Regions from separate parts of the Mus musculus genome. Here region 2 is linked to region 1. The links are chromatin contacts, called in public HiChIP or PLAC-seq maps. All regions are on one chromosome and are shown on one strand. The core of a region is the stretch at or near the end of the contact, and the rest is flanking DNA. Distances in the headings are between cores, read along the strand shown.

Region 1 (3,366 bases), core at 649-3,148:
ATGAGAAACAACCCACATCCACAGAGAATGAAAATTGTCTGTTCCCACAAACACGTCAAGAGGATGTAAGATCTCAGACATAAAGATTCCAACTGTAGACAAAACCGAGCGGAGACAATTCCTCCCGGGAAAGGTTTCTACTTATGTCAGGCATTACCAAACTTGTTTTTAAAACTTGCATGTTTTTCTGGGAGGAGGGGGGCTTTCATGTTGTATGTGTCTGTTTCATTACATGTGTGTGTACATACATTTAAAACATACAGCTTGGTTTGATTCACAGGTAGACACAACTATGTGACCATTCCTGTGCCTGGAATATTTCTTACATTCTAGATGGTTCTCTTACGCCCTCCATTCTCAGCAGACCAGCCTTACACTTCTGTCCCCATGCCTAGTTTTGCCTGCTCCGCAAGCATATGTGGTGATAATGTATAAAATTACCCTTGTATATTTTGTTTGGTACAGATACGTATCTGGAATGGATTCCTGTTGGTACAGAGAATTCCCTGGTGTCAATTTGGAATGTCCTAGGTCTATGTCCAGTGTCCAAGGTTCTTGGATCCTTTTATGCTCTGCTTAGCCTGGCATCTGCTTGGAATCCTGGCTCTGGGGTTCTCCAGCTCTGTATCCAATGTTCTTTAGATCATTTGAGCCTATAATTCTAAAATCCTGCAATGTCATCGAGCCCTGAATGAATTGATGGACAGAAGATTCTGGAAGTGTCTTGACATATTCTTGAGTTTTATCGGACAGACTGAATTGTAAGCATCCCACTCTTCATGAGAGTTGGGTACAAGAAGTTGGCTTTCTGTAAATCATGAATGTCAGACTATGGAGGCACTCCTAACTGGTATAAACTTCTAAGTTTTCTTCCTCCTTTTACTGTATGGCTTCATCTCTGGCTTTCTTTCTTTTCCTTCTTTCCTTCTTTCCTTCTTTCCTTCTTTCCTTCTTTCCTTCCTTCCTTCCTTCCTTCCTTCCTTCCTTCCTTCCTTCCTTCCTTCCTTCTTTCCTTCCTTCCTTCCTGTCAGGGACCACATCTAGTTTCTCAAGCTTGTTTGGTAAGCACTCTCCATGAATCTACATCTCCAACCTTCTTCCTATTATTATTATTATTAATTATTGTTATTATTATTATTATTATTATTTAATTTTGGGATATGGGAGTCTTGCTAAATTACTTAGACTGACTTTGAACTTGGCTCCTTCCTGCCTGGGCCTTTTGAGTGTTAGGTCTCAAACCCAGGCTAAATGGCTAACTGCATCCCAGCCATTTGTCTTGAGCTTCTTTGAGATCTAACACTGAGAACTTGGAGTTACAGGTGTCCACAAGGCCCAGCTTTGTTTGGGTTTTCTTCATGTTGGATTTCCCTCTGGAGACTCTGAGGTGGAGCTAGAGGCTGAGGGGTAGTGTCCAGGTGCTGTAGAAGGATGCAGGTCCTTTCAGTGCTGTCTGTGTGACTGTTGACCTTTGACACGTGGTTAGTGCTGTCTTCCTCTAGACTTCACTGAGAACTGAAATCGATGGCCACAGTGGGGATTTTATGGCTCCTTTACCTGGTCTGCTTGCTCTCTCCTTCTGGAAGTATAGGTCTTTTTCCTGCGTGTAGGAGACTCCCTGTGACTCAGTTTCCACTCCTGAGTGCCTCACTGCCTTGTCCCTGTCACTCTGAATCCCAGCTTCCTGACTGAGTGACTGCCTCTCTCCGCCTTTGTGATCCCCTGACAATGGGAGGTAAAAATAGCCCAGGGGTTGAGCTAGAGGAGATAAAAGGGAATTTGCCTTTTGTGTCCTGTGGCCAGGCTGGGGGGGCTGTGACACGTGGAGATTGCTGACATAGCTCTCCTTTGCTGACCTTGACAACAGCAATAAAAGGGGTAGCAGTGCTCCGCTCCCTGTCCTCACCGTGGTGCCAGGTGGGTGATCAAGGCTGAGGGTGTGTGATCAGGTGGAGGGTAGGTGATCAGGGCAGAGGGTGGGTGATCAGGGCAGAGGATGGGTGATCAGGGCTGAGGGTGGGTGATCAGGGTGGTGGGTAGGTTTGGAGCTGGAAGGAAGGCAGGAGAGTGCCCATGGGTGGGCCCAGGACATCAGTACCTATAGCAGAGGATGCTCTTATGTCTGGAGGTGTGCAGTTGCAGGCTCACCCAGGACATCACCCAAGCCTTGTGGTTAGAGGATCATACTCCAGTGTGGGTCTAGCTCCCCATCCCTGAGTTTCCTGTCTTTGCTGTCTTGCAGAGCCCGCTGCCTAGGACTGCTTTGAGTTGCTGCCCCGGTTTTCAGGTCCTCCTTTTGCACCTCTCGCCACCATGATGGATATGAGTGAACTTGGAGAATCAGCCTGCTACCTCCGCCAGGGCTACCAGGAAATGATGAAGGTGCACACTGTCCCATGGGATGGTAAGTGAGGGACCCAGCCTGGAGACACCCATGTATTCAGACTAGGAGTGAAGAGGGCAGACATTCTGCTTAACATGACAGGGGCACTGTGGCCTGATACCTGGGTCTTCCCCTCAGTTCCTGAGTACCAGAGGCTAAAGTCACAGGAACCATGTGAGGATGCTTGTATGGCTGTTCCTCTATAAAAGGAGACAATGTCACCTTGCTCCTGAAGTCTCTGTGAAGACTCAGGCTGAAACCTGGGACATCTGACATGAGACTGATGAGTGCAGGTGGCCTCCATGCCCACAAAACCTGTGCTGAACTTATTTTTAGTGTTGTCCATGGAGCCAAAGCCACTGTTAATTAGGGACAGGAACAAAGACTACTATTTATGCCTTGATTGGCTCATAGTACAATAATAACATAGGCACTGCACGTCTGGGGCTGATGGTGTGCCGCGTCAGGGCTGATAATTTTCTGTGTATCGTCTCAGTAACCTGGGGAGGTGGGAACTAAAGAGGAGCCAGATTCAGTGGCGTGCAACAGCTGGAGTTGTACACAGCACTGTGCTCAAAATGTACAGTGCTTAGCTGGACGTGGTGGTGAACATCTTTAATATCAGCACTCAGGAGGCAGGGGTGGGTGGATCTCTGTGAACTGGAGGCCAGCCTGGGCTACGTATCGAGAACCGGTCTCAGAAGAAAGAAAAGGTGTCTCCTGCTTAATCTGACATTCTGCTATTGCTATCTTAACTGCTTTCTTTGCATGCAGAGGATTTCCTTCCAGCATTTTAAATTAAAATTAATTAATTAATTGATTAGTTGAATAAGGGAGCCTGGGTTGGGTCCCTATTATGTGAATAGTTCCGACCAAGGAGTGTGGCTAGCGACTGTGAGGGCACGGAACAGAACTTGCCCTCCACACGAGTCCACATTTTATCACCATAAAAACGTGGGCTCTCCGAAGCTCTAGAGTGAGCC
Region 2 (3,366 bases), core at 248-2,747, 55 kb after region 1:
TTATCATTGCACCTCTGCTATCTACAGTAAGCCTAGAACATGGACGGTATTTAAAGGGTAGAATAAAAAACAAGGATAATGAAGGAAATAAAATAACTAGCTGGCAAATAACCTCTAAAGTCAGGTTCAAGAGCTTGGCTTTTAAATCACTGAGAGGGTATTACAATCAATGAGGTAAATATGTCAATCAAATTGAATTTTCAAAATGAAGGGACTGATAAAAAAATGTGCTGAGTGTCTTACTGGGCTAGAACTCAGCAAGTAACCTCGGCTGGCAGCCAGCAGGCCTGGTACCCGCCTGCCTCTGCCTCCTGGCACCGCGATTACAGGCAAGCAGCACATCTGCTCTGTTACCTGGGATCAAAATGGGTCCCTACGCTTGCATGGGGAGTTACCACAGGGCCATCTCTGTAGCTATACTTTTAAAAACTGGACTGTTCACTAGGATGCCTCTGATTAATTAATAGTGGCCACAATTTAAAAAACACCTCTCCAGGGAACTTGACAATGATGGAGTCACTCTCTTCTATGCTGTCTTATTGCAAAAATAGTTGAACATTCTTAACAATTAAACCTTTCGCCCTAATATCTACCTGTGCTTTGCTGTGCTACTAAGCTGTAACAACATGGCAAACTGACACACACTCTAGGTGTTGAGTCTCACACTAGATTCCAAAAACGTGGTACCAAAAAAGTAAACTATCTTAAAAACTATATTGATTGGAATGATAATATTCTTAACTAGATGTGTTAATAAAATATATTATCAAAATAATTATTTTTCCTATTTCAATAAAGTGGCTCTAAGGAAACGTAGAGTCACTGACAAAGCCTAAGTTATAATCCAGACACAACCAGCACAGGTGCTCTAACAGCTCGCTCGCTCGCTCTCTGTGCTGGCCAGGGAGAAGCATTTACCATCTCCATTTCTGTCATCCAGCTTCTGTGGCTTATGCGCCCACCCTTCTTTATCCATTCCTTTCTTATCTGCTTCTTCTTTATCCATTCCTTTCTTATCTACTTCTTCTTTATCCATTCCTTTCTTATCTGCTTCTCATTCTGTGGTCTTAGCAGGAACAGAGTTAAACATTTCTTTTGCTTCTGTGACATGGGTACACCACCAACACTTGTCACCTTTCAACTGGTAATGGTGAGTCTCTGCTTGGACACCTGTGTATGGGGTGCTGGCAACAGGGTGTGGGGCCTGCTGAGGTAGCTTTGGGTCTAAGTACTACAAAATTATGCCTCACCATTATTTCTACCTGCTGGTCCTGATTCTCAGGCACACAGAAAATAAGGCAATGAATTCCCTAAAATATCTGAAGACAGGAGGTAAGTGGGCCGCAATGGGAGGAGTACTCACGCAGACACAGGTATTGTACAGGATGCTCAAGCAGTCCTTCGACATCTCGTCACTTACTGAAAAGGAAGGAGGAACATTATTTTTCTCAAAGAAAACACAGTGCAACACTAGCACACTTCTGGAATGCCCGGCATGTGTTGTATGCCTTCAGTCCCAGCACTAGGAAGGCAGGCACTGCACAGGCCCTTAGACTGTGTACAGCTTTAAGCAAACACACGAGCTCCTCACTACACTGCAGTGCCACCAGAAAAAGACTCAGGTCTATTTTCAGAACAGAATTACTAGAATCCAGAGTAAGACCCTGACCACTCCTCATGTCCCACTGACAACTCTGCTGGCAGAAAATCACGGCATCACTTTTGCCTCCAACTTGCCAACGGGGGGGGGGGGGGGGGCTTAGGTTTGTTGTTACATTGATTTATATTAGAAAAGTGGCTTCTAATGTCTGATATACTGCCAATCCCAATAAAAAAAGAACTCAGAACAAGATGGTAGCACAAAAAGTAACAATTTTATGCCCCAAACCCAGAGGTGCACAACCCCACGAATGAGCCATGCAGGGCACGACCCCGCGTATGAGCCATGCAGGGCAGAGTGCTCTATGTGGTGGGGCACTTACTCTTAAACAGTGTCCACTCTCCTTCCTCCTCACTGCCTTAAGCTCTACTATCTGCATCTCCCTCAAGAGCCCAGTGAGCGAGCGGCCTGTCTGAGGAATGTGGTGACCCTCTGACTACCTCTCAACTTATTTTATCTTGCTTATTCATGATTTCAGAGCACAGTGGATCAAAATCACTTCATAGTTCTCAACTTTCCATTTCCAAAGGGAGTTAGACTCACGCAGTCATCAAGAATTTGCTCACTACTCATTTCTTCTTTTCTTTTTTCTTTTTTCTTTTTTCTTTTCGAGACAGGGTTTCTCTGTGTAGCCCTGGCTGACCTGGAACTCACTCTGTAGACCAGGCTGGCCTCGAATTCAGAAATCCGACTGCCTCTGCCTCCCGAGTGCTGGGATTAAAGGCGTGTGCCACCACACCCGGCTTCACTACTCATTTCTAATGTGGAGTTGCAAGCAAAAGAGGAAGAGAAGTCCCACTCCTCATGGTATCCTGTTGATGCAGGTGCAAATTTAAAATGTGTATATACCTTTACGGTAGAGTTTTTAAAAATAAAATATTGAAATCTAGGGGCTGGAGAGATGGCTGAGTGGTTAAGAGCACTGACTCTTCTTCCAGAGGTCCTGAGTTCAATTCCCAGCAACCACATGGTAGCTCACAACCATCCATAATGGGTTCGGATGCCCTCTTCTGGTGTGTCTGAAGATAGCTACAGTGTACTCATATAATTAAATAAATAAATCTTAAAAAAAAAAGAAACCTAAAAAAGAGTGACTGTCACACAATTAATTTATAAAAAGAACAAAACCAATACATCCAGCTTAAAAAATCATGTATTTCCGGGCGTGGTGGTGCACGCCTTTAATCCCAGCACCTGGGAGGCAGAGGCAGGCGGATTTCTGAGTTCAAGGCCAGCCTGGTCTACAAAGTGAGTTCTAGGATAGCCAGGGCTACACAGAGAAACCCTGTCTCGGAAACAAACAAACAAAAACAAACAAACCAAAAAAACCCCAAAAACCAAAAAACCACGTATTGTGCAAACACTGACTTTTTGCCATGTGACTCTGGCAATGAATGAACTTGTTTTTTTCATTGATTTATTTATTTCCTTAGAGACAGGGTCCTGGGTAGCTCCCTGTGTCCTGGAACGCACTACGTAGACGAGTCAGAGTTGGTACAGAGGAGCTGCACACCCCATCCAATATGGCTGACCTTTATACAAAAGCATGAACCTCCTTTATAAAGATGGCTACGGTTGATGGGCTGCTCAAACAGCGGGGTCTGCCTAGGTGTCCCCTGCTTTCTCAGGTAACTACACACGCAGCATAAAAACCTCCCAAGAAAACGGAGGCGGGGTCAAGAGATGCAACTCTTGTAAAGCAGTGG

The links. HiChIP or PLAC-seq counts read pairs in DNA pulled down with a chosen protein or histone mark.
Region 2: a contact with region 1 is called in an H3K27ac HiChIP or PLAC-seq map of extraembryonic endoderm stem cells. The contact joins the enhancer-like site here to the promoter of Myh7b in region 1. A contact is called at or near these places in 14 of 39 promoter capture datasets (the 3T3-L1 cell line, 3T3-L1-derived adipocytes, the HPC-7 cell line and 9 more), 5 of 484 Hi-C or Micro-C datasets (the G1E-ER4 cell line, the P5424 cell line, embryonic stem cells and 1 more), 3 of 115 datasets of contacts at active chromatin or transcription factors (the HPC-7 cell line, embryonic stem cells and extraembryonic endoderm stem cells) and 3 of 9 other capture datasets (adipose tissue, liver and pancreatic islet).

Annotation. Positions count from the first base shown.
Region 1 is chr2:155,609,345-155,612,710 of GRCm38.p6, forward strand. Myh7b (myosin, heavy chain 7B, cardiac muscle, beta) reads left to right here and starts at 1,899. Exons shown (of 42, transcript NM_001085378.2): 1 at 1,899-1,917; 2 at 2,243-2,404. The coding sequence starts at 2,314.
Region 2 is chr2:155,664,839-155,668,204 of GRCm38.p6, forward strand. Trpc4ap (transient receptor potential cation channel, subfamily C, member 4 associated protein) reads right to left here. Exons shown (of 19, transcript NM_001163452.1): 5 at 1,364-1,419. Among named protein-coding and RNA genes, the nearest start is that of Gm22334, 13 kb to the left of the region's middle. Within about 2 kb of position 1,498, at least 3 of the 459 cell types and tissues checked have an H3K27ac peak or open chromatin away from gene starts, as enhancers often do. A contact at or near this core is called in extraembryonic endoderm stem cells, where this site is marked.